Regions from separate parts of the Mus musculus genome. Here regions 2, 3, 4, 5, 6 and 7 are each linked to region 1. Evidence: chromatin contacts called from public ChIA-PET and HiChIP or PLAC-seq data. All regions are on one chromosome and are shown on one strand. Each heading gives the region's core, a stretch centred on a gene start, on an enhancer-like site or on the middle of the called end of the contact. The rest is flanking DNA. Distances are from core to core; before and after follow the strand shown.

Region 1 (3,269 bases), core at 151-2,650:
GAGGATGCACCTAGTCCTACTCCCGCCCAACTTGATGTGGGGGGTGGGATGTGACACCCAGAGGGGGCTCCCACTTCTCAAAAGTGAAGTGGAATGGGGTAGGATTGTGTGAGAGAGTACTGGGAGGAGAGGAAGGGCTGTTATTGGGTTGTAAAGTGAATAAATAAAAATTTAAAAACACACAAGAAGAAAACAAAACAGTGCAACTAAACCAAAACAAAGGACGATGAGGAAGGGAGGTGGAGGCGAGCAGTCACCCCACCTGTAGTGACAGCCCATCCCGCAGCTGGACAGACCTCTGCCATTGTCTTGCTCCTTATTATTGTTTAAATGTAAGCTGATTCAGAAGTGATGTGTGGAGCCTCCGCTAGAACACAGTGTTGAGAAGTACTGCACAAGTGTTTACAAGACTCTCCAGTCAGAGCCATCAAGCCTCAAGGACACAGGAAATCCTTCTAGAGCCAACCGCACTGAATCTCCCCCAGTCCTGTCTGACAGAAGTCGGGGATCTGTCAGCTGAGAGGCTTACAGTTGTCACTTCCGGGTTTGAGGACAGCTACTCGACTCCCACCTGCAGTTGACTGAGCCCCCACTGTGGCTGGTGCTAAAGCCAGCAGTTCACCTGCTGGGTTGTGCCAATCATGGAGCCCGTCCCCATTTTCAGTCCTGCTCCCTTAGAGACCTGCTCAGGGCCTCAGCCTCTGTTTATGGAAGGAGCCCAGTGAAGAAGAGCAACTTCTGAGGCTTACACAGGGCTTGTTCTGTCCAGCAGCAAGCTCTCAGAGTGCCCACAGCCCACTCCCGAGAAATAGCAAATGAACCAGCGGACACCCATTAGAAAAGGAAATGTGTATTAAAACAAAACAAAACACAAACAAACAGCAGGGGGGTTAGAGAGAACTCACAATAGGATGCCTTTAAATGCTGAGTACCTCATACACTTAAGGAACAATTTGGTTTTTAAACATAGATTCATTCACTCACTACCTCTCTAAGATCATACCAAAGATGTGTCTTAACAGCTTAGCTAAAAAAAAAAAAAAAAAAAAAAAAAAAGCAAAAGCAAAAACCAGGTGTTTGTCTCTAAGCGATTTCAACTCTGACTCACACAAAAAAGAAGAGCACCCGTGTGTGAGTCATTGTGCTTCTGCGGGAAGGCAGAGCACGGGCGCTGTAAACCATTGCAGCTTCTTTTGTTGGTTTTATTTTAAAGTAACTTTAAAGAAAAGCAAACCACTGTAAGTTTTTTTTTTTAAAAATCTGAAATTAAAATAGATATACAGAGAGAGAAGGAGAGGGAGAGGGGAGAGACTCACTTGGCAAGGACCTCAATCTGCTCCTTAAGGTTGACAATGGGCAGTATCGACTTGGTCACCTCCAGCACATACACACAGAACTCAGGGTCAGGAGGAGGGTTCCACTCTTTCTCAGGGCTGCCTTCCGTGAACTTGGGCAGTGCCAGGATCTCTTCTTCCTCTTTCACTTTCTCTTCTTCTTTTTTCCCTTTCCCTTTCCTTTGAAAGTAAGCAATAATAAAACCCCATATCCTGTCGAAATGTCCAAATACTAACTATGCTCTGAGTCAATCTGAGAAGCCTCAGGGAAATAAGGAAAGGGTAATCGGGGAGGGAAATTAGTTAAAACAAAATACAATGTGTGTATGTATGTATGTATGTATATATGCAAATGCTATGACAAAGCTCATTATTTTGCATCTATATTAAAAGTTAATTTAAATTAAAAATATAGAGACAATTCAAATGTCCTTTGATAAGAGATGGGTATATAGTGTTAAGACCATACAATAAAATACTGGTTAAGAGTAAAAAGGGATAGGCTACCAATGCACAGAACAATTTGGAAGCATCTCAAAGGCATTATGCTGGCTGGAAAACATCAGTATCAGATGTAACACACGAATGATCCCATCAAAGTCATTCTTGGCTGGACCTGGTAGTCCATGCTTTTAATGCCAGCACTCAGGAGGCAAAGATAGGCAGATTACTGTGGATTCAAGGTCAGCCTGGTCTACAAGTGAGTTCGAGGCTAACTAGGGCTACATAGTAAGACCTTGGAAAGGCAAAAATAACAGAAAAACCACCACCAGGTCTCGTTCTTTTTTCCAGAGAAAAGAATGAGTTGCAGTATCAGGGCAGGACTCTGGGTTGGCTGAGCTTTTTTCTATTCTGACTGTGGTGTCAATGGCTGCACAAATTCCCTCTTTAAAATTCTGTAGCATTTTAAACAGAAAGACATTTTGTGGCATGTTAATTTAAAACTTTGTTGCTTGTATCGTTTTCTTTTTCTTTTTTCTTTTTTCTTTTATTTTTTTTTAAATTTTCCTCTGTGTAGCCCAGGCCATCCTGGAACTCACTATTCACTCCAAGCAAGCCATGAACTCAGAAATCTGCCTGCCCCTGCCCCTGCCTCTGCCTCCTAAATGCTGGGATTAAAGGTGTGCACCACCACTGCCCGGCTAATTAAAGACTTCAATTGCTCTGGGCACTCTGCTTACATCTGCGTGAGTAGTTATTCACGTTTACACCAATTATCCCTAGCATGGGAGGTGGAAAAGCTTGCTCTTCATACACTTCCATTGGCTAACACTAGGCACTAGCTGCTGAATTCCTTGAATCCATTTTCTGTTGGGTACCCTTCCTGCAAATAGCTTGTCCTAAACCTTTGACCCACCTCCAGCCCCGTATGTTATAATTACTTTCAGTATCTCCTGCTAATAGATAATGTCTTCTCTGTCCCTGGTACTCCTTGGGATTACTTTACCAGCCTTTTTTCAGGGGATGGCACTAGCTGAAAGGATGGAAGGACTGACAGAAGAGCAAGTGACTGCCTTAGGTAGTGCTGACCCAACAGAACTTTGGCTGGGGAGGAAAGGGTTTCAGCTTACATCTCTCAGGTGACACTACATCACAGAGGGAAGAAGTCAGGGCTGGAACTTCAGGCAGGAACTGAAATGTAAGCCATGTAGGTATGAGGCCTACTGGCTTACTCCTCATGGCTCTCTCATACACCCCAGGACTCCAGGGATGGTACTACTTACTGTGGGCAGAGTCCTTCAACATCAATCACTAATAAAAAAACATATTCTTCAGACTTGCTTACAGGCTCATCTGCTTGAGATCATTTTCTCAGTTAAGGTTCTGCCTTCCCTGAAGACTCAAGCTGGCAGAAAACCAACTAACATATCCTCTGAGAGGGAGGGGAAGTTCTCTCTAGATTGTCACTACAGCCCCTTTGCAAGGAATTAAAAA
Region 2 (3,504 bases), core at 337-2,836, 300 kb after region 1:
CAGGAGGAAAGGGTAATTGTTTTCAAGGACAAGGGCTGGTACAGGTTTCTGTGGAGGGGTGATGAAGAGCAATAATCAATGATGATGTGAAGCTCTTGAGTCTGGGTCAATGAGAATTTATTAAATAAATGAACTCCCAACTGGTTAACAACAATATGAATGCTTATTTCCAACACAGGAAGAGAAATGAAACAACTTGTAGGCTGTGTAGGGTGCTGAATTTGGTTGTAGATTCTTGTGAAAGGATGCCTGTGGGCAAGCTATGAAAATTGGTTTAGATAGACTCTTTTCTGAGGTCAGGCGACAGTTTATGAGTTATCAGTAAGATAAAGACTGTACAGCCCCACAGCCCCTCCACCGCCCCCAGACAGGGTTTCATGGATACCTGGCTTGGCTTGAACATACCTACCTACCTGAGGATTATATTGAATTTCTGATCCTCTAGCCTTGCCTCCTGAGGGCCAGGATTACAGGTCTGCAACATTGTGTACTTTTATCTACTGCTGGTTTTGAGTGTAACAAACAATCTATAGCATAGTCCCTAAAGTGACCTTTGTGTCAGGCTATACCTAGTCACACAAATAACATCAGTCTCTGGTTAAATGATTTGGTCAACTAGTGGAACTGTGGGTCAAGTTTATGACTTCTCAGCATTAATTTAGGCTGGTTTTGTTATTATCTTCACCCCCTTTAGCCATTAACAATGGTGATGCTTGGTACCAGAAGAAGCAAGGAATCATTGCGGCGGCGGGGCGGGGGGGGGGGGGGATAGTATTAACAAGTTAGAATGACCAAGGGGATTTTGGGGGCAACCGTGCTGAAAGGTCAAATGAAGAAAAGGAAGGTCCGCACAGGATCTGCTCCCTTTTTGTTCCAGGCGTTACTCTTTGTCTTCTTGAAAGATCTAAGGACTGTAGACTTGCAACAACAAATGCCAGCGTAAGGACGACTAATTTCAGTGTGGGGTGGTAGTGGTGAAAGGCTAAACATTTTCAAATCAGAAGGTGCATGTCCAGAATAAGAGAAGGAAGGGGTGGCCTGCAAAATGATGGGTTCCAAGCAAACGGTCCAGACTGGGGCATGGCTGTCTTGACTAAAGCAGGGGTTTCAGTGAAGAATCCCAGAGTAGGTTGGGAATGACATTCTAGTATCCGATAGCATGGGAAGGCCCAACCAGGATACAAAAGGTTAGGAAGTTCAAGGCGGGGACTCCCTGGCAGACAGTTGACAAAGAGGAGCCAAGGTCCTTTCCCTAGATGCTGGGGAAGCCCGGGGCCCCGAAGAAGCGCTCTGGGTCCCACGAACTCGCCAGCCCTTGGCACGGGAAGCGGAGGTTCCCGGACATTCCTGGCTGCCCCATGCATCTGGGGGCTCCCTCCTCGGAGCTCCCTTGGCTCCGTATCCTTTCCTTGCTCCTCCCCAGGAGCGAGAAAGGCATGCTCACGCGAGTCTCCACACTCCGCAGCAGCCTCCCCAGACGGATCGCGGCCGCCAGGAGAGTGCTCGTCTTAGCACCGGTGGCGGAGCGCACAGAACAGCTTAACGGTCCGGCATCCGCATCCGCACCCGCCCCGCCCGTCGGCGCCGCTGCCCCGCCCGCCTCTGCGTCATGACGCTAGCGCCCAACGCGGAAGCCGCCCGCCGCCTGGACCAGCCGAGGGCTGTGCGCCGAGCCGCGACGGGCGGGAGCCGGCGGGGGCGCGAGGCGAGCGCAGCTGCAGCCTAAGCGGCCGAGCGCGCGGAGCGGGCGGAGCGAGCGCCCAGGACTGAGCGCGGGCGGAGCGGGGCTGGAGCAGGCGCGCAGCGGCGGCCGCCCCGGGGGATGCAGCTGCCTCCCCGGGCTGGCGTGTAGGGAGGGCGGGTCCCCGGCCTCGGCGGCGCGGCGGTGGAGGGGACCGAGACTGCGACCATGGCGACCCCTGGCAACCTGGGGTCCTCCGTCCTGGCGAGCAAGACCAAGACGAAGAAGAAGCACTTCGTGGCTCAGAAAGTGAAGCTGTTCCGGGCCAGCGACCCGCTGCTCAGCGTGCTCATGTGGGGGGTCAACCATTCGGTAAGGCTCCTCTGCGGCGCGCTCCTCTTGCTCCTCGGGCTCAGCCTCCCGGCTCTGCTCCTCCTGCTGCAGCGGTGGCAGGGCGGGGACCTCTAGCCGGCTAGCTCGGTCGGTCCCGGGCCCTCTGGCCACTCGCCTCTTGGGGTACCCCTAACCCCACGACAAGCGTCCATCTCCTGGGTTTCTCCGGCGGCGCTTGCGCTCCCTTTGGAACCCAGGGAGGGTGCAGGATGAGAAGCATTCTCTGTTCTGTGCTTCTGAGCCTCTCCGCGGCTGTCCTGTCCCGCATTCGTCCTCCCGCCGGTCGGTGCTCGCTGTCCGCGAAGTGGGAAGTTTGTGCGGGGACCGACTCTGTCTCAGCTATCAGTCCTGGCGGGGAACCGCTCAGGGCCCAGTCCGAGCGATCGCTCCACTTGTCTGGGACCGATGGGCCCTCCTGCCCTGAGCGGGTGGGCAGGTGAACCTGTCCCTGTCAGGAAGAGTCCGGAGCTTCTCGGAGATAGGACTGGAGTGAATCAGAAGATTTTGGGCGGCAGCTTGAGAGCTTAGCTTTCTTTTTTCCTTTAAAGGCAGTATTGTCAGACTCTAGGAGAATTTTTTTGGGGGGGTGGGGGGTGGGGGTGGGGAAGACGGGCAAAGGAAAAAAAAAAGCAACGTAAATATGGCCCTGGTGCTGAGCGTCTTCTCTTCATCCCTTCCCGCATCGCCCAGCTGCTGTGCCCTTTCCAGACCTCCTGGCGGGGAGTCTTCCTCCCTCCCCCTTGCTTCCTCCCCTCCTTGGGGAGCCAGGCAGAAGTCACAGACTTCTGCAGAAGGATGGCCTTGGTGGTGATAGTCGGAGGGGGTCCCGGCGGTCGCGAGTTCGAGGTGGTCTAGAGTTAATTACATCCATTTTGGAGGTTGTTTAAAAGACTGTCGGGGTGCGCGTTGGGGAGGGTTAGTCTAGCGCACAGCTAGGGATGTAAGGAGGTGCGCGGCTGCAGACTCTGCGGACTGCGGTGTGGGGGGCTGAAACAGCGTCCTGCTGATCTGACAGCGAGAAAACTCCTGCAGCTTTAATCTTCTTAGATGGGCTCAGGAAACGTGATAGGCGCTGTTGGCTGAGCCTTGAAAGTTTCAATGAGCTTGTGAATTTTGACCATGACCTTACCTACTGCAGTCAGCCAGCTTCAGAGAGAGAGCTTGAGCCTGCTGCTCTGCTTTTGTTTTCAGTGGATGCCCAGGTGTCCCTTTCAGCATAATGTAAGTGACAGAAAGCCAGCGTGGTTTTTGCACTCTTAAATTAACAGAGTTGTTTAAAATGGCTCAGTATCTTTTATTTATAGTTTTCCTCCCAAGCAGAGCTGGAGAAAGGTGAAGCAATATGAAGATGATTGTGTTTATCTGGAACGTTTTAAAGAGTTGAGAAATCTATTACTTTACTGCTGGGTCTACTGGGGTTCATTTTACTG
Region 3 (3,472 bases), core at 637-3,136, 360 kb after region 1:
GGCCCAGTTGCGTTCCTGTCCCTTCCTTTCACTGTGGACAGTTGTATCTGTGGCATGTAATGCAAGAGAAGAAGGTGACCTGACAGCCAGTGCTGCCGAAGGGAGATCAGAAAGAGCTGTGTAGGAGCTCAAGAGCAGATGTTCTCATCACTGTGGCCTGGGGGCTGAGGGGTCCTCAGTGGAGGGCTGGGACCAAGGGAAGGAAATGGCTTCCCTCGGGATGGAGAATTTGATCTTTTGACTTCCTTCATTCCTTATCACCCGCTCCGATGGCTGAGGCTTTCCCCTTTCCGTGCGTTCCTTCTTATCTCTTCCGGCAAACAGAAATGTCCGTGCAATGGCCCTGAGCTTAATTTACAACCCCAGGGATGGTCCTTGCTGGGACATGTTTTTTTTTGTTTTTAGTTGGAATTTTTATTTAACATAATGTTCACTGGACAAATACTATTTCCCAGTTCTCTGGGCTGCACACAAGTTTACCGGTCAGGAAGAGGGACTTTTTCCATGCTTAGTGTTAGTTAGTACACATTGACTGTTATAACAGTAATTATTATCATCAACTTAGGAAACGATATGCTTAGTGATTTTTTTTTTTAAATCACAGATAGTTAAACCTTCCAATATCGCTAATTTCTTAGAGTTACGGCAGCCACGTCATCACAAAGACATTGCTTCCCAGAAGTAGTTATCCCCTGGGATATCACAGTTACTGCATGGGATAGATAAGAATTGTCACGTGTAGCTTATAAACTCATGGATGCTAATTACTGCTTGTTAAGCACACATTTAAGCCCTGTGTCTCTGTGAGCTCAGTTATACAAGTCAGAGTCTATGGAGGAAAACTGACTTGACCCTCAGGCCCCCACATCTGTATGCATGCACACACACACACACATGCTCACACACATGAACAGTACATACGTAATGAACTACAGAGCATGCAAGACGTTTTTTGAGATCAGTACTGTGTAGATATACAAATGAAATGGTACTTAAATGAGAGAGAGGATGACTGAGACCAGAAACTCCTTAATCACCTCACTAACACTGAGGTGAGATCTGTCTTGTTTATAGACTGCTGCTGTGGTAAGTTCCGATGTTCCATGGGGAGGTGTGTAGGGCTGATCCTGTCTCCATTTTGTAATTGAGGAAACTGGGGCAGAAAAAGAACAGTATTCCAGTAAGGCATTTACAGCTGCCTGTAAATTCCCATGAGAGGTTGGAAATCGGAAAGTGCCATTTGTGCTGGAGGAATAGCCTAGAGAGGTTTGGGGCATCTTTAAAGCCAGGCGTGGTGGTCCACATCTGCGGGCCCCATGAGAGAATCAAAAGTTAGAGACTGCCTGAGCTACATGGTGAGACCTGGTCTCAACAAAACAAAAAGTGAGAAAGTAAACTTTAAACAAGAAAGAAACTTTTTTTTTGAGTGGGAAAAACACAGCCCAATGAGAAAGAGTCTTGCAGGCATTTATAGACCCATCTGATAAAGGAATACTGGAAAATATTAAATTATTCATAAGTTGCCTGATAACTAGTAAATAAATGCATGACGGAACATTTAGAATTTGGCACAGCCTTTGAGAAAAGCTATTAAACAAATGTATTGTGCGAGAACAAAAGGCTTTAGTGAAATTTTTACTCGGATAAATTGGATGACAGACAGCTAAACTCCCAACTAAAGCTACAAATGAACGTATCACAGTGATCTAATTAGTGAGTTATCTTATAGGGCCAGTTGACTTTAAAAATTATATTTTGAGGGAGCGAAGAGGCCTGGTTCTTGGAGGTGAGACGCTGCTGAGTGGGGCTTGCTTGCTGCCCCTGGGCAGATGGCATGTCCTCGGCCACACTCTGATCCCCACAGATAACCCTTCGGATTGCTTGCCTGCTGTTTGAAGACCGTGTTGCAATCTTTAGCCTTTATTGGGCAAATTGATCTCTTAAAGACATTGTGGTCTGGCAGGGCCACTTCTTGTTCATTAGGTCTGAAGTGTGTTTTAAATAGCTACATTCAATTAGACTCGCCACCTGAGAGCACGAGAAGAAAATGTGCCTCTTGCAGACCACAGGAGCAGGGGGAGGCTTTGTGTTGGATTGTGGTTAATCTGCCGTCTGCACTTCCTGGACAGAAACTGCTTAAGTAAAGAGCACGTGTTGGGGTTTCTTCCATAAAAATCAAAGTTCTGTGTGAAGTAACAGGGCAGTCACATATTCATGACTAAATTTTTCATTCTGAGTGGAAATCCTGGGAGAAGATAATGCTTATTATCTAGAGCCTGTGGTTAAATATTTTCAAAGACGCTTATAAAAATTGGGATAGGAGGAATAAGAGAAAGAAGCTGCCCCATGGGGTGGGGACACCTCTCTTTGGTGGGATCTTTGAGAAGGCTATAATAACCTAAGGCTCAGGTAATACCCGGGCTAAAAGTACACGCAGAGCGAGCGCCCACACCATAGAGGGTTAAGGAATTCACCGTCTCTCCTACATTTTTAACTGTTAAGGTTTTTTGTTCTTTAAGTATTCTCTATGCTTCATGTCAATTGTTACACATTTAAATTTTTTTTTTCTTAACTTGTGTATCATAAAATGGAATCTTTTTGAGGAGAAGGGAAACAAATACTAGATAACCCCCTGGATCATGTGATGTGACTGTGGAGAGGGGCCAACAGGAAGAGCAGGCCTGGCCACAGTTTTCCAGGAAGGCTTTGAGGATGAAGGGAATCCGATCTCAGCAGTCCTGAGGGTGTGCAGTCTCCCAGGGGGATTGTGGAGGGCTGTGGGTTAGGGGCCTTCAGGAGGAAAGCTGTGCCTTCAATGGCTTCCTTGGAATTTTTATTTTCTGTGTGTTTTTCCTAGAACATCACTCTTCTTTCCACATGTGGTAATTGTTGTCCCTTCCTTAGCCCTCTGCCCCAGGCCTGATGCTGGATCTTCCTGCGGCATCCTGGCAGTGCTGTTGAGAGAACTCCAAAGGGTCCTCATGGTCCCACATGAGTTCATGTTTTCATGGGGTCACTTACGGATTGCTTCATGCTCTTTCTATGGACCAGATGAGCAGAAAATCTCCACCATCCCCTGTGTCTGCTAGGGGTGTGTCTCTTAGTACCTGAGACAAAAGTGAGGAATGTGGTGGTGGGAGGAAGAGTTCTGGGCCAGCTGTCACCCAGCCATCTGATCTTCCTGTTGAATGTGGGCTACAGTAGCAGTTACAGTGGCAACATTGGTTTTCCCCTGCACAGGGTCTAGAGCAGATGCGTCTCCCACAGGGTGTACAGCAGGAGGCTGCCTGTCACTACCTCCTACTGCCTCCCTTGCCTTTCATTTTCTTATCTGTGTGTGTGCTTCCACTCCATCCCTGCTGCTTCTCATAAAATAATGACGTGTTTACTTTAAGACAGAGCAGGAAATACACATTGCCATTTAGATATGAAATTATCTGGAAAGACTTAGAATCTTATTGTCCTGCCCCCT
Region 4 (3,391 bases), core at 227-2,726, 500 kb after region 1:
CTGGAGAACAAGAGGCTTTTGTGGCTGCCTGTTCTCATTATTCCCGCCTTCACTCACTGCAGCAGAAAAGGCAGATGGGGAGCAAGAGTCCCTCCAGAAAGGCTCTGTCCTGATTCGGAGCCCAGAACCCCTTCAGAGGACGCTGAGGCGCATTCTCATACTGTTGCTCTGGGTCACTTGACATTGGTACTGAGCATCTGAAAAGTGGCAAAGTGCGGGATAGTAATTTTTTTAAACCTGCCTGCCTGCCCAAATGCCCATCAACTGCCCCCACATCTGTCTTGCTCCGCCCACATCTGTCTTGCTCCACCCACATCTGTCTTGCTCCACCCACATCTGTCTTGCTCTATGCTCAGTCAGGCTCCTGCTCATCATTTAGCCTCTTTCCCATTCTGGGGGCCTCAGGTTGGGTGGTAGCACAGCTAGGAAGTGACAAAGCCAAAGCTGGTCTGCTGCAGTTCTTCTAACCACCCAAGACAGGTTTCCCAGCTCTGGGCCTGGGCCAAATATTTGCTGCTGGTCTAGAGGCTATGTCAGTGGTTCTCAACCCTTTGGGCAAACCTCTATCTCCATAAATGTTTACATTATGATTAATACCAGTAGCAGAATTACAGTTATGAAGTAGCAACGAAAATAATTTTACGGCTGGGGTCACCACATTGTGAGAAACTGGATTAAAGGGGAGGTTGAGAACCACTGATCTATGTGAATTATATAGGAAATGTTAGTTTTGCCAAAAAGTAAAACTGATCTTGCCTCTAAAACCCCACCAGAAACTACCTACCTACTGTAGTGAGTCCTGAAGTATCTGAAGTGGATTCCTTTCTGGTGATTTCAGTAGATGGTTGGGCTTTGGGAAACTCCAGTGACTGCCACTTTGACCACTAATCTTTCAGATTGTGAAAGTTTCCTATAATTGGACTTCTGTGACAGATCTGCATTTTTAACTAAAATATATTCAGTGTTAATTTATCTACTGGAGAATATTACCTAAATTCTTAGTGTTTTGAACATTTCTTTTGATGCAACTCAAATGGTTATCATGTAAATATACAATTATATTTAATATTTTGCTTCATTTTTTTGAAGCAGCGTCTACATAGCCCAGACTGTCCTCTAATTTGCAGTCCTCCTGTCTCACCCAGAGTGCTAGGATTACATGAATATGCATGCTATTGTGCCCCTTTAGCAGTTACATTTGTAAATGATCCTGATCGCATGAGCACAGACACAATCTATCCGCCTTAGGCAGCTGTTTGTGGGTACCCAGGAGCTAAAATCAACTGAATTACAGCTGCTTCTCATAGACTTTGACAGTGCCTTAGAAATCAATCTGCACCAGGACAAAGCAGACCTAAAACACATCAGGAATACTGTTCCCTGTGGTTTGCTGACCTCCCCTGAATTAGCAAGGCTGGGCGCTGGTGCTGGTGATTAGGGTCCTCCTAAGCTCCCCCCGCCCCCCAGTCTGTAGAGGAAAAACCGCAGAGCTAAGGTGCTAGAGGGACCATAGACTGCGCTGCAGAAGCCAGGCGCACTCTATAGCCAGGGGACTGAACTAGAGAAGATCTGGGCATTGCCCACCAGTGCAGGACTGGATGTCCAGCTTGTTAATCAAAGACCTTGGACCTAAGCTTAAGCTTCAGCATCGTGGATCTCGAGCGCGGGAAGGACAGTGAACTGCAAGCTACCACGACCTCTCTCTCCTCCCACCTGCGACCCAGGGAAGAAAGCTCAGAGCCCTCAGCTCCAGGCTTGGAGCTTTCTTGACACCGAATTCTAGATGCACCAGGAAGAGCCCTGGCAAGGAGCGGGCTGCGCAGGTAGGGACAAGGGTGGTGTCCCAGTGCAGCCCGATCAAGTAATCCCAAGGGAGCCTGCCTGCCACAGTGGAGCGGTGTGGGCTGCTTTCCCGGTGAGGGGATGAAGAGACCCTTCCCTTGAGTCAGATGTCGTCATTTGCTGGGCGAATTCCGTGCCCCACAAGGGCCACCCTTATCTGACAAACCCCTATAGGCTACTGGGGACTTAGGGAAAAGAGATGGAGGCAGAATCCTTTGGTAGTAGGGAGTACCAGGTTCAGGGAAAGGGAGCAGAAGACTGCCCCGAACCTAGGCATCCAGTGTAAGGAGAGGCGTCATTGCTCTAAGGATGATTTTAAACCGCGCAGAGACGCAGCATATGGTTTCCAGGTTTGGCGGCACAACACAGAAGACTTTGAGCCGAAGGGGCCTCCAGACACGGAAACTAAATAATCCCGATTTAGAGAGGCCCGAGTAGCAGGAGGCTGGATTTTTGGTTAAGCTACAATTAAGAGAAGATAATTAAGCCCGGAGCCGTGCAGCTTATTAATATTTATAGCTCTCGGAGTGAGAGGGCCTTTGCCACGCAGGAGAGGAACCCGAGCCTTTCAGGCCAGGGGCTTCGCAATGACTGGGAATGAGAAAGGGCGAAATGGGGTGAATCTGTCTCTGCGCTTCTCCCTTAATTACCGGAGCAGGAAAGTCAGTCGGGAGAGAAGGTGGTCGAATGACTCTGTCTCAGGGGCTGCGAAGAGAGATGGCTATCTCCAGTCCGGATCCCATCTCTTCCTTCAGGACCCCAACCGTGCCTTTAAGTGTCCCTGACTCCCAGGATTGAGGGCTAGTAAAGGAAACGATTTTGTAACGAAGATTCCGGGAGAATTTTCTTTTCCTCCCAGCCTTAACGTCACGCCGCAGGGGACACGGTGATTAAGTGCTGTCCTGGCTGAGGGATGGCCCTGCAAGCCCACACACTGGCCTCGAACTTGCTCATGTACGGTTTGTGGGATTCCGGGAGGCAGATCCTGCCCGCCCCGCACGGCCCCCCGCAGGATCCCGGAGGGCCGCTGCGGGTCAGGCCTTTGATTCCCGTACCGCTGCGGTGGCAGGCGGAGGGGCTTCACCCGTACTCCGACCTTCCCCGCGGTCTGCTGCCTGCGAGACACCGTGCCACCCACCACTGAGGATGAAGTAGGGAGCTTCAGCAATTTGCACTAAACGTAATTTCTGCTGCTCTTGAGCCCGGATGGATGGAGGTGGGTGGAGGAGGGGCGGATGCCCTGAGCCTTTGCTCTCCACCCCCCTCGCCTCCCCTTGCTAGCCTCCAGCGGCCTCCGCAGTAGCAGCCTCGGTGTCTGGTGCAGATCGATTCTCCGTAATAAACGCGGGGTTCCGCGGGGGGCGCCACTGCGGTTCCCATGGCAACCTTTGCTTCACTGCAGTCCAGGATTCTTGGTCACCCGTGCTAAATAATCTGAGGATGGAGCTGTTTGCGGTGACCGCTGTAGCGGCCAGCCTCTTCCTACTCCTGCTTTTCCTGGTCTTCATCTCGATCTACGTTGGCTCTAATCCTGGCCCACAACCTCTGT
Region 5 (3,569 bases), core at 598-3,097, 400 kb after region 1:
TGAGCTCTGTCTGTGAACTTTAACATCCTGACAGAGGCTGGAAACATTCGTCCCAGCCAGCAAACGTGTCTTTACTCTTGTACTGATTTCATGGGTGCATGGATGTCTTTAACTTCTTTTTTTTTTTTTCTGTTAAAGACAAATTTAAACAACAGTTCCATTATGGGCTATCTATCACTAGTTCCCAGTACCATCCATGATAAACACTTTTTGTTGCTATGACAGAATGCCTGAGAAAAATAATGTAAAAAGAAGAAGGATTTCGTTGGGCTCATGGTTTCAGAATGTATAAACCCAGGATGCTTGGGGCCTGGCCTAAGGCAGGATATCATGGTTATAGAAGCACATGATAAGACAACCAGGGAGCAGAGAAAGAGGGGGAGAGACCAGAGGAGGGAGAGGAAAGCAGAGGAGAAAGGAAGAAGGGAGAGACAGAAAGAGCCCCTTCAAAGGCACACCCCTTCATGACCTTTCATCAACCTGGTCCAGTCTCCTAGTTTCTGTCACCCCCCAATAAAGCCATTGGATTATGAGTCCACGAGTGGATTAAGCCACCCCTTAGCTTGAACTCACATAGTCCCATCAGCTCCCAGAAGCTCTTCCAGCTAGGGCCCAAGTCTTCCAAACCCTACACCTACCTAACATACAGATGTTGACGTGTGTGTCTGTGCATGTGTGTGTGTGGAGGGTGGGGGGAGGACGTGCCTGGACGCATGCCTGGTAATTTTAGGTTCAGTCTGAGTTTAGTGGCTTAGTATTTTTTTAATTATATAATAGGTTTGTGATATTCTCAGACTGAGTTCTGCTTTCCTGGTTGTTGTTGGTCCATGTGGTCCCCTGTCCCTGCTTCTTTTAGGATGCTTTTAAGGATGACACTGTCATTGAAGGTTCCACTACTACATTTTCTATATTTCCAGTACCACAAGCCCTGGCCCCTTCACTCTGATTTCGCTCAAGCTGATTGACTGTAAGTGTATCTATTTGTCCTGCTGTGTTTCAGATTCTATGCTAAACATTCCAGGTATCTTCCCTACCTCCTAAGTGCTGGAATACAGTCATGTGCCACCATGCCCAGTTCTATGCGGTCAGGATGGAACCCAGAGCTTCATGCCTGTTAGGCAAGCATTCCACCAACTGAGCTACATCCCCATATTTGATGCCCAAAGGCCTAGACATTCTTGGGAATACAGACAAAAGAGTGAAGCAGTGACAGTTTGGAAACATTCTAGATTCTATAGTAAATGTTAAGATGTTTCCTTAGCTTTGAGAAAGTCTGCCACCTCCTTGCTGGCTTTGCAGGACATCAGCCCTCTTAAGACAGTCCTGGGAAGTTGGATAGAGGTTTCAGTTTGCTTGTGGGTGTCCGGAGAAGACTACCCATCAAACCAAGAAGTTGCCCAGGATGGAGCCTGCAAGTTCAACCTAAATCCAAACACAGGGCACAGTTGCCACTAAGCCCTCTTGTTCATTGTGTTGGATAACACCAGGTTTTGCTCGCACCGACTGCTTCCTGGATCCGAATCCCTCGTTATTTGAGTTCGGTGCCCTTCTTTGTATCAGCAACAGAGTTCTGATTTTAAAACTCATTCATTTTAGATACTAACATTTTAAACTTCTGATGTTCTTGTTTTAAGTTTCAAGCTCTAACTTGAAGACCTTCCCAGCTTACCGCATTTTAGGGAGTAGGGGATTCTGCCAGGACATCTGTCAAATAAAGATGTTTGCAGGGCAGACTTTCAAGGTGACTTAAAGCTGTGTGAAAGAAGGAACTATAGTCTTTCCTATACTGCCTACCTTCCCGTTGACAGCTCTAGAAGAAGGGAGGGTCGGGGGTGTTCGTGCAGTACATCACAACTGGGTAGAGAGGGAGCTGCAGATGGGGAAGTTGCCAGGCACACAAGGAGAGCATGATATCAAGTCTGAAGACCTCACCTTATCTGCAGCTAGCAAGCAATTTTGTGGATTTTGTGCAGGGGAGAAGAGATGTATGAAGTCTGCTTTTGTTTTTTGTGAGTATATGTGTATATGATTTAAATACGTATGTATTTATGTGCATGTATGTATATGTGTTTGCATGCATGTGTGAATGCATGCAGAAGCCAGAAACTGGTGTCTGGTATCTTTCTGAGTTGCTATCCACTTTACACATGGCCTCTCCCTGAATCTGGAGCTCACTGGTTTCACTGAGAACCCCCGTCTCTTGACTTTATGTGGATGTGTGTAGATCCTAACTCAGGTGGCAAGTACTTTATCTACTGAGCCATGTCCCAGACCCTGAAATCTGGGAAGGGGGTAGTAAATAATTTTTAAAAGTCTTATTTTTTATTCATGTTTACGTGTGTATGCCACATGAGTGCAGGTACCCACAGTGGCCAGAAGAGGGCATCAGGTGCCCTCTTGTGATCAACCCTACATGAGTAGGAAGAGCAGCAGGATTTTGAGTCATGGAAGGGAATTGGGAGTTTAATGCAAGAAGAGAGGGGAAGATAAAGTTGAGTTTCTGACCTGTGGCTTGGAGATCATGAAGTACACACAAGACTGTTGGCCACTCAGTAGGAGTCTGGGGGAGAGGCCCAGCTCCAGGAAGCTTGGCCATAGGAACCCTTGTGGGAGCCTTCCTGGATTCTGTCTCTCGACAGTCATACCGAGTGTCCCCACCTGTATGTTCTTGCTCTGTGCACTGTTTCAACTCTTGTCTCTTCCCCTCTGGGCTGCTGGTATCTTAGTTGGGCTTTTATTGTTGTGAAGAGACGCCAAGGCCAAGGCAACTCTCTTATAAAGGCAAATATAATTGAGGCGGGCTTGCAGGTTCAGAGGTTCAGTCCATTATCATGGCAGGAAGCATGTCAGCATCCAGGCTGACATCTTGCTATTGAAGTTGAGAGTTCTATATCTTGATCATCAGCCATGAGGAGACTGTCTCCCACAGGTAGTCAGCAGGAAGGTCTCTTTTGCCCTGGGTGGAGCTTAAGCATAGGACCTCAAAGTTCACTTGTACAGTAACACACTTCCCCCAACAAGGACACACCTACTCCAACAAGAACATACCTCCTAATAGTGTCACTTCCCATGCGCCAAGATTGTTCAAACCACCACAGTTTTTGGGTTTGTCCAGCTCACTCTTGCAGTTTGTTCTCCCTGGATAGCCACGTTCCGCATTCCCATGGGGCCCTGGGTAGTTACTCCATCCTGTTCGTGGACACTTGGGCTAAAACACACAGGCATTCCATCTCGGATGCTCAGCCTTAAGAAGCATAAGATGCACTCCACATCACCCCAATCTGCATCCCGTTTCTTGGATGTTTTCCTCTCTTCTCTGAAAGTTGAGAAGATGATTCTCCTCCCTCCCCATCACAGTGTCTCTACCCCTCCTTCAAGCACTGTTTTCCTGCTGGGCCTGTGTTTCCTGCCTGGAACCTGCTGTACATCCCCGTGTGCAAGCAAGGTAAACACAATGTTTCCATTTCATGAGCCTCGGAGCATCTAGTGTTAGAGCTCCAAAATCAAGTCCACCAGAGAGTTTAAAACACTGTTCTCATAATGTTCTGTGAGGCCCCTGCACCGTGTTC
Region 6 (3,477 bases), core at 290-2,789, 430 kb after region 1:
ACACTCGTGAACAAAATGCATCCGAGTTGATTGTTTGTGCCCCACTATCTACTCTGGAGGCAAGGAAATTGTAGTGTATAACCTGTGTGGGCATATTTCCAAAACTGAAGCTTGTCAGTTCCCCGAGTACTGCTCCTTAGCATTGGTCACTATGGGTGGTACCACGGTGAGCCAGGCTGTCTGTGGCTGTGTACAGATCTCCATCTTGGCATTCCTTGTTGTTTGTGGTACTAGGGATGGACCCTTTGGCTGAAAGGTCATGTGCTTTATCAAGGATAAGAATGTGAGTGGAGGAGTTGATCAGCCAGTACCGGCCTCAAGGGAAAAATCCAGGTATGCAAGATGATGCTTGCCGTAGAGTGAGCCGCAGAGCAGACTTGACTGTTAGACGTTCCAAGCAAGGGAGAGATCGGTGTGATGTTCCAGTTTCCTACCTAGGTCTTGAGTGACAGCTAACATCACGTCATTGATAAGTGTTCAGTACAGACTGGTGTGGGGTCTTTTGACATCCTCTAACTTGCCATCCTCACAGCTGTTTGGGTACTCAGTTTCTGGAAGATGAAACTAAGACTGCTCATCCACCTTCTACTACTGGCAAACAACACACTTTTTAATCCCTTCAATTGCTGTGGGAAATTTCCTTTTCAACCGAGAACTATTAACCACCTGTTGTGCATTAGCAAACCTCAAGTCCATTTATTGGTTTGAAATTAAGCTCCACTCATCTGATTTCAAGTAACAAGCTGAGGAGAAACTCCGTGGGAAAAAAAAAAATAGACTGAGCTCAAATATACATCTCAGCTGTTACCTGTAAGGCAGGGGAAATCTGAAGCATCTTGGACATCTGTCAGGACTGCAGAACTAAAACCAGCTGCAGTGACAGATGCTGTGTAGCTCCAATGAGCAAGATTGAGAACTTTTTTCTTCTTTCGCTAATTAAATATTCCTAGAGTTGATTACTAATAATGTTTATCACTAAAAAATCCAATTAGAATGTTTTTGTTAAAGTGTTGTTGTTGTTGTTGTTGTTGTTGTTTAAATCAAACAGTGTAACCCTTTTTAAAGACTCAAAATAGGGGTTAAAGAGATGACTCTGTGACTTGTTTTGTAAAGATCAAGTTTGAATCCCCGATGCCCATGTAAAAAGCCAAGCATGGGAGCGTGTACCTGTAACCTCAGCACTGAGGTACATGTATGCAATACACATGCACATGCACACAGGCACACTCCCCAGAATAATCCAAAATACAACCCTTAAAACATTGGTAGTCATCCTTCCAGGCATCTGGTGCAGGCAAATGGGTAGGGTGTTTACAACATTGGATTTGGGGTGTTGGTACTATGCTGGAGGTTTAATCTGTGTCATGGGCTCATTTAGACACACACACACAAAAGGCTCATTTAGACACACACACACACTCACACACACACACCCATTTTAAAGGTCCCTGTGGTAGTTTATCAATGGCTACTTCCAAGAGGAAGTAGCTCCCTCTTGTGGCTCATTGGCGTATGACCCAAGTCATGCTGTGTTTTTGCAACCCTGGGACTTGATGGCACCTAGCACCTAGTCAAAGAAAGCTGACTTGTCGTTAACTCAGGGCCCCTTCATACCCACTGAAATCAAGATGGAAAGCAGAACACCCAAGCTTCCAGCACCAGACTCCCAGCATCCTCTTCTTCACCCTCTGCCTCACTACCCTCAAAGGTCTTGATCTAGTGGTGAATCATTCTCAGGGGAGGGGGAGGAGGACAGAGGTGGACAGTCCTTCACTTCAAAGGGGTTTCCTTTCTTGCCTTGAGCCACTGTGTTCAATTTTGACATTACAGATTAGTTGGGCTACTAGGAAAAGAATATCTTTAGTGGTAAGATTAAATGTTCAGATTTATATATAGAGAGAGAACACAGATCTGATAGGTGAGCAGCATAAAGCAGCTTAAATGTTTTCCGAAAATAAAACCTCAAGAATTGGACATTTCTACTTTATATAAACGATACACCACGTTTTGACAGCTACTTTTCCTTTCTCTCTCTCCTATACAGTATATAGTGGAATGTCATGGGGTCACACTTCTTCCTCAGTTCTTGGGAATGTACCGGCTTAATGTCGATGGAGTGGAAATATATGTGATTGTTACAAGGAATGTGTTCAGCCACCGGCTATCTGTATATAGGAAATACGACTTAAAGGTGAGGTTGACTTTGATAATTTTCAATAAGTTTCACGTTCATTTGCACAAGCCTACTCGCCCATATTGTTTATGTTATCATGTGAACAAAATGGTCAGGGTGCTTCAAGAGCTTGAATCTAGCAGGCAGTTGCCAGCACGTAGGATTAAGCAGCCCATGTTATTACAAGCATGTCAGCCACATGCCATGTAGTACCACATGCCATGTAGTAGCTAAGTGCTGGGGATAGTTTATGAGTTAAACAGACCAGGGACAGCAAGGTGGCCCAGCAGGTAAACTGGGGGCACTTGCCCCCTAAGCCTCATAGCCCAAGGTCACTCTTCAGAATCCAGGCTAGAAGGAAAGAATTGGTTCCCAGAAGTTGGCCTCCTGTCCTCTACTTCACGTGCATAAAACACACACATACGATGATAAAAGAAAACCGAACAGATCTTTAAGTAGGGATGATTACTATCATTATTATTGATTATTATTGATAAATAATGAGCGCTGTGGATGGAAATGAACGGGGGGAACGTCACACTAGTTTTTATTAACAGTAAACAAGCACTCTACTACTAAGCCACAATCTCAGCCAGTTTTCCTCTTATTTTGAGACAAGGTTAGCCCAGGCTAGCATTGAACTCATCCAGAAGCCAACACAGACCTTGAGTGTTAACACCTTGCCTCAGCTTGCCTAGTGCCTGGGACCACAGGCCTGTACCACCAGGCCTACCAAGGCATACATTTCCAGCTAGGATGTTAGGTAAGGTGCATCTGGAAGGGTGGCATTGGTCCCATCTCAAGAGAAATGACAAAGGGAAAAGCCTGAGATCAGACATACCAACAATTTAAAATGAGACCACTGGAGAATTCTGAATTCAGTGACATGACCTGACTTTTAGACAGCCAACTCTGACAGTGTATGTATGCCAAGACCAAGAGGGGTTGCATCTTTATAAAGTTCTGTTGCTGTGTCATCACGTGCATGGTTTCTGTGTTATCTATGCTCTCACACTGTACGGGGCACCGTGAGCAGTGACCAGAGATACTGTATGGACCATGAGGCTAAGATATTTACTCTCTGACCCTGAAAAAGTTCATCTTCCCCTGATCTGTGGTACTCAGTTCTAAGGATTTTGGTTTTTTGTTTGTTTGTTTGTTTGGTTGGTTGGTTGGTTGGTTGGTTGTTTTGTTTTGTTTAATCTTAGGATTCATTCACATGCACAAAAGAGCACCCTAAAAAGCTTTGCCTTCTGTTGGTTATGTCTAGATATCTACAGTATTAGAAATAGAAGCAGGGCTGG
Region 7 (3,584 bases), core at 181-2,680, 480 kb after region 1:
ACCACAAGAGCAGTATGAAGGGGGTGGGGTGGGAGGCTGGTAAGGAGGCAAAGATACTATTTACTATAAAGCACCCCTTGCATTCCTTTCTTGCACCCCCATTTCTGGAATTCCTGTTTCTGAAGGGGGGGGTGTCAGGATGGCTTGGGTGGTGTATAAAAAGGAGCCAGCGTCCATACCATCATTCTGAGCTCCAAGGTTGAGTTTGAGCTTATCCCTGCTGGCAGAAAACAATCTCTAACGGATTCCGAAGATAAACCTCGCTGGAAACCACCACAAACTTGTCTTTCCAGCAGTAGCCGTCATGCACAGAGGTGCTGTCAACCCCCCGAGAAGCCTAGGAACATTCGTCTCCCCTCAGCTGTCCTCACTCACATTGATTGGCCACCAGCCTCCGGGACAGGCCTGGATTGGCTCCCAGCATTGGAAACACTTTCCCATGATGGCTCTTTTATGCTCTTGGCAGGCGTGTACAGTAACCAGCAGAGAGAGAAATTCTGCCTGCAAGGGAAAATTAAAACCCTAACGTAACTGCACTGGCCCTGAGTGGGGTTTTACATGTTAAGCTTGCTCAAGACTTATGTTAAAATCAACTTTGCAAAAGAAGCCTTTTTAAAGAAAAAAAAAAGTCTATGGAGCTGCCAAAAGGCAGCAACGTCTTTACTGTCCAGGTGACAGTGGGTTTGGACAGCTGAAATGATCTGGTACAAACAAACTGGCATTTCCCCGTCCAGTAACCCATCTCCTCTCTCTCTTCTCTGTTTACCTTAGTTTATATTCTTTCCGTCTTAAACTTGGGTGCAGCGATCTCTCGAAGTGATATTTATTAATCCAATGTCATTGGAATTACTCTTTTATTAAGCGTGGACTACATGTGTAAGTGTTCTTTCCTCACCGTTTCTCCAGGCCTTTCTGCAAGGCCTGACATTGTCATTGATCCCACCGGGACCTCTGACTGCCCTGGTTCGCCTTTGTCATATTTCATGACACCTACTCTGCAGGTCAGGCTTCCCTTCCAGGGTCTTGCTGCTCTCTGCACCTGCCTTGCCCTGGAGTCAACTTCTCAGATCTGGGACCACTTCTGAGGAAATCCCTCTTGCCATGCACAAAAATACTGTCTAACTTTCCCCAAGTGGCTAATTAGCCCACCAGTGTCCACTTTCTCAATCACTTCCTGTCAGGGCAAGCGTCAGATTTGCTGAAAAAAGCAATCATTTCCATATAATCTCTCCTGCCCTCCCCCGCCCTGCATGCGCCTCTTCTCTCCTTTAGTTGTATTCATTGCCTTACAGCCCACAGGCCTCGTGCCTCCTGGAAGGCACAGAGGCAGCAGTCATTGTGGCAGTAATGAGTTTTCCTGCTTGCACGGCACCTTAGACGCCTGGTAAGTGACAAAGCACAATGCATACGGAAGGAAAATGAAACCGAAACCGGGCAGAACTCAATAACCACCTTCAAGGAAGATGGAGGCTGGCCAGCTGTTTCCCATTCAGGGTGAAGACAGGAGAGAGAGGAAGTGAAGGGAAAGGCAAGACTTTCCAATAAGCACCACACAGGGGCTGAGGCCACAGGGGGAACCTCAACCCGGGAGGACCCAGGCTGCTCCAAGCACAGGCTTCTGACCAGGGCTCACGGACTCCTTCCTGAATTGTGGCTTCCTCAAGGTCGTCTGAGTTCACGTTTTCTGTTTGTTCTGACAATTTATAAGCAATGGACAATGGTGACAACCGCTGGGGTCAGAGAGGCTGGGGGCCGCTTGGCCTTCACTTCCTTGTCCCCAGCAGCTACACGCTGTGTAAGGCTGTGTGAACAAGTGGTAGACTAGCCTTGCTTTTCTTCCCCACAGGTTTTGGACAGAGGAACATGAGGTCGGGATTTCTTGCTGTACTATGTGACAGTGATTATTCCCTGCAGATATGGCGGGTTTGAGGAGGAAGGCTGTGTGCGCCTTGTGAGGGTGTATCAAAATGCATTAATGTACAAGGCAGCATTCCTGTTCTCAGAAGGACCCACCCTTCGACTCACACCATCTTGGAACCCAGTCCAAAGGGGCTCCCACCACTTCTTTCAAGGAACCTGTGAGCCTCTGAGTGAGGCTTTGCTCACAGAGAGTAGCCTTGAATGGGCGGAGCTATATTCTTCTAAGCCCTCTGTCCACTAAGCCTTCCCTAGGTTCCTCCTGGGTCACTCTACTGATTGAGTCTTCTTATTCCTGTCCCCCAATATTCATGTGTGTGTGTGTGTGTGTGTGTGTGTGTGTGTGTGTGTGTGTGTGTCTGTCTGTACACATGCATGTTTTGCACGTGTGGGGGCAGTAAATGTTCACATATGTTCACATGGATCTAGAGGCCTGAGGTTCATGTCTAGAATCACCCTCAGTTGCTTTTCCACATTTTTCTTTGAGGCAGGAAGGTTCCTTCAATCAAACTTGGAGCTCTTAGACATGGCTGGTCCTGCTAGCCAGATTGCTTTCAGGAAGCCTCCGTCTTAACTACAAGAGGCTAAATTTTCAGATGGGCCTCCAGATTCAATATTTTCATTGGTTCCGAGGATCTGAGGTCCTCATGCGTGCCAGGCAAGTGCTTTAACCACGGAGCTGCCTCCCCGGCCCTGTGTGGATGTTTCTTTGTCTGTTGGATAACTAGTGTGGTGTGGATTTTTCTTTGTTGGATAACTAGTGTGGCGCAGATGTTTCTTTGTCTGTTGGATAACTAATGTGGTGCATAAACCTGGATTTGCTCTGCCACAGCTTTGCTCAATCCACTGATGAGGGCCTGGGAGGAGAGAAAGAAGTCAAGTCTGAGAAGACCATACAACATCAGAAATAGAGTCAAGCTATTGACAAACACTCGAGGAAACAATCTTCGGGAGCACAGGTCGGTCAGCTGCTGGAGGAGGTGTGGGATCACAGGCAGCCCACCCAGCTACTACTGCAGGTGTCTGTGGCAGCTTCAGAGCTGCCATAGTTCCCTGTCGTCACCCGCATTTGTCTGTCAGAATCTTTCCCTATAATGCTGACCTCATCCCCTTTACTACCTCATTAAACAGACATAACTAAATGACTCTGCCCCGACCTCAGAGTCTAGCCAGAGCCCTTGCATATAGTGAGGCTTTGAAGTACTTTGGAAGGAAGGAAGGAAGGAAGGAAGGAAGGAAGGAAGGAAGGAAGGAAGGAAGGAAGGACAGTTCTGCCATTCCACAGTCTGGAGCAATATGTGCCACTGTTTTTCTTCCAAATGCAAGTCAAGATTCCTTCAGAGAGAGAGAGAGAGAGCAATCACACCACCTTGAAGGAAGGCTGAGGCATGTTATAGGAGACCATGAGCCTCATCAACTGGAAACCATGTCAGGTCTTAAGATTCATGCCTTCATTTTGCCAGTAAACAATTTTACGCTCAGTGCTAGGTGTTGGGACTCAAACATGTAAACACTTCATTCTTCTACTTTCTAAACTTGGAGTTGAAAGAAGTCAGAGAAAGAGAGAGGGAGAGAAGAAAATGGAAGGGACCACATAAAAATGACAGACTAGAAACGGGTGCTAGGGACCAGTTTGGCCTGGGGTGGGCAGGAACTCACTGGGAGGC

What was found. ChIA-PET counts read pairs in DNA pulled down with a chosen protein or histone mark. HiChIP or PLAC-seq counts read pairs in DNA pulled down with a chosen protein or histone mark.
Region 2: an RNA polymerase II ChIA-PET map of memory CD8 T cells shows a contact between it and region 1, with 45 read pairs. The contact joins the promoter of 4930426L09Rik here to the enhancer-like site in region 1. A contact is called at or near these places in 3 of 39 promoter capture datasets (the C10 cell line, liver and stem cell-derived epiblast-like cells), 2 of 484 Hi-C or Micro-C datasets (both in CD4 T cells) and 7 of 115 datasets of contacts at active chromatin or transcription factors (bone marrow-derived macrophages, double positive thymocytes, effector CD8 T cells and 4 more).
Region 3: an H3K4me3 HiChIP or PLAC-seq map of bone marrow-derived macrophages shows a contact between it and region 1, with 5 times the contacts expected there. The contact joins two enhancer-like sites. A contact is called at or near these places in 1 of 484 Hi-C or Micro-C datasets (bone marrow-derived macrophages), 4 of 115 datasets of contacts at active chromatin or transcription factors (bone marrow-derived macrophages, memory CD8 T cells and microglia) and 1 of 9 other capture datasets (embryonic stem cells).
Region 4: an H3K4me3 HiChIP or PLAC-seq map of bone marrow-derived macrophages shows a contact between it and region 1, with 7 times the contacts expected there. The contact joins the promoter of Carlr here to the enhancer-like site in region 1. A contact is called at or near these places in 2 of 39 promoter capture datasets (the 3T3-L1 cell line and pre-B cells), 1 of 484 Hi-C or Micro-C datasets (bone marrow-derived macrophages), 10 of 115 datasets of contacts at active chromatin or transcription factors (bone marrow-derived macrophages, craniofacial prominence, double positive thymocytes and 7 more) and 2 of 9 other capture datasets (embryonic stem cells and liver).
Region 5: a contact with region 1 is called in an H3K27ac HiChIP or PLAC-seq map of microglia, with 6 times the contacts expected there. The contact joins two enhancer-like sites. A contact is called at or near these places in 1 of 484 Hi-C or Micro-C datasets (bone marrow-derived macrophages) and 5 of 115 datasets of contacts at active chromatin or transcription factors (bone marrow-derived macrophages, double positive thymocytes, effector CD8 T cells and 2 more).
Region 6: an H3K4me3 HiChIP or PLAC-seq map of bone marrow-derived macrophages shows a contact between it and region 1, with 8 times the contacts expected there. The contact joins two enhancer-like sites. A contact is called at or near these places in 1 of 484 Hi-C or Micro-C datasets (bone marrow-derived macrophages), 5 of 115 datasets of contacts at active chromatin or transcription factors (bone marrow-derived macrophages, double positive thymocytes, embryonic basal ganglia and 1 more) and 1 of 9 other capture datasets (embryonic stem cells).
Region 7: a contact with region 1 is called in an RNA polymerase II ChIA-PET map of memory CD8 T cells, with 5 times the contacts expected there. The contact joins two enhancer-like sites. A contact is called at or near these places in 1 of 484 Hi-C or Micro-C datasets (bone marrow-derived macrophages), 3 of 115 datasets of contacts at active chromatin or transcription factors (bone marrow-derived macrophages, large pre-B cells and memory CD8 T cells) and 1 of 9 other capture datasets (embryonic stem cells).

What each region holds. Positions count from the first base shown.
Region 1 is chr2:19,298,717-19,301,985 of GRCm38.p6, reverse strand. Armc3 (armadillo repeat containing 3) reads right to left here. Exons shown (of 20, transcript NM_001081083.2): 18 at 1,317-1,514. Among named protein-coding and RNA genes, the nearest start is that of 4930447M23Rik, 44 kb to the left of the region's middle. Within about 2 kb of position 1,400, at least 126 of the 459 cell types and tissues checked have an H3K27ac peak or open chromatin away from gene starts, as enhancers often do. A contact at or near this core is called in bone marrow-derived macrophages, double positive thymocytes, effector CD8 T cells and 3 more, where this site is marked.
Region 2 is chr2:18,996,401-18,999,904 of GRCm38.p6, reverse strand. 4930426L09Rik (RIKEN cDNA 4930426L09 gene) reads right to left here and starts at 1,586. Exons shown (of 1, transcript NR_024323.1): 1 at 101-1,586. It overlaps Pip4k2a (phosphatidylinositol-5-phosphate 4-kinase, type II, alpha), which reads left to right and starts at 1,784. Exons shown (of 10, transcript NM_008845.4): 1 at 1,784-2,053. The coding sequence starts at 1,910.
Region 3 is chr2:18,937,650-18,941,121 of GRCm38.p6, reverse strand. The region is part of intron 1 of Pip4k2a (phosphatidylinositol-5-phosphate 4-kinase, type II, alpha); the gene reads left to right. Among named protein-coding and RNA genes, the nearest start is that of Pip4k2a, 59 kb to the left of the region's middle. Within about 2 kb of position 1,886, at least 57 of the 459 cell types and tissues checked have an H3K27ac peak or open chromatin away from gene starts, as enhancers often do. A contact at or near this core is called in bone marrow-derived macrophages and memory CD8 T cells, where this site is marked.
Region 4 is chr2:18,799,903-18,803,293 of GRCm38.p6, reverse strand. It overlaps Carlr (cardiac and apoptosis-related long non-coding RNA), which reads left to right and starts at 1,476. Exons shown (of 1, transcript NR_131254.1): 1 at 1,476-3,391.
Region 5 is chr2:18,899,644-18,903,212 of GRCm38.p6, reverse strand. The region is part of intron 3 of Pip4k2a (phosphatidylinositol-5-phosphate 4-kinase, type II, alpha); the gene reads left to right. Among named protein-coding and RNA genes, the nearest start is that of Gm33534, 22 kb to the right of the region's middle. Within about 2 kb of position 1,847, at least 4 of the 459 cell types and tissues checked have an H3K27ac peak or open chromatin away from gene starts, as enhancers often do. A contact at or near this core is called in microglia, where this site is marked.
Region 6 is chr2:18,870,998-18,874,474 of GRCm38.p6, reverse strand. It overlaps Pip4k2a (phosphatidylinositol-5-phosphate 4-kinase, type II, alpha), which reads left to right. Exons shown (of 10, transcript NM_008845.4): 5 at 2,045-2,191. It overlaps Gm33534 (a long non-coding RNA gene), which reads left to right. Exons shown (of 2, transcript XR_374031.3): 2 at 235-1,091. Among named protein-coding and RNA genes, the nearest start is that of Gm33534, 6.3 kb to the left of the region's middle. Within about 2 kb of position 1,539, at least 12 of the 459 cell types and tissues checked have an H3K27ac peak or open chromatin away from gene starts, as enhancers often do. A contact at or near this core is called in bone marrow-derived macrophages, where this site is marked.
Region 7 is chr2:18,819,732-18,823,315 of GRCm38.p6, reverse strand. No RefSeq gene overlaps it. Among named protein-coding and RNA genes, the nearest start is that of Carlr, 20 kb to the right of the region's middle. Within about 2 kb of position 1,430, at least 248 of the 459 cell types and tissues checked have an H3K27ac peak or open chromatin away from gene starts, as enhancers often do. A contact at or near this core is called in bone marrow-derived macrophages and memory CD8 T cells, where this site is marked.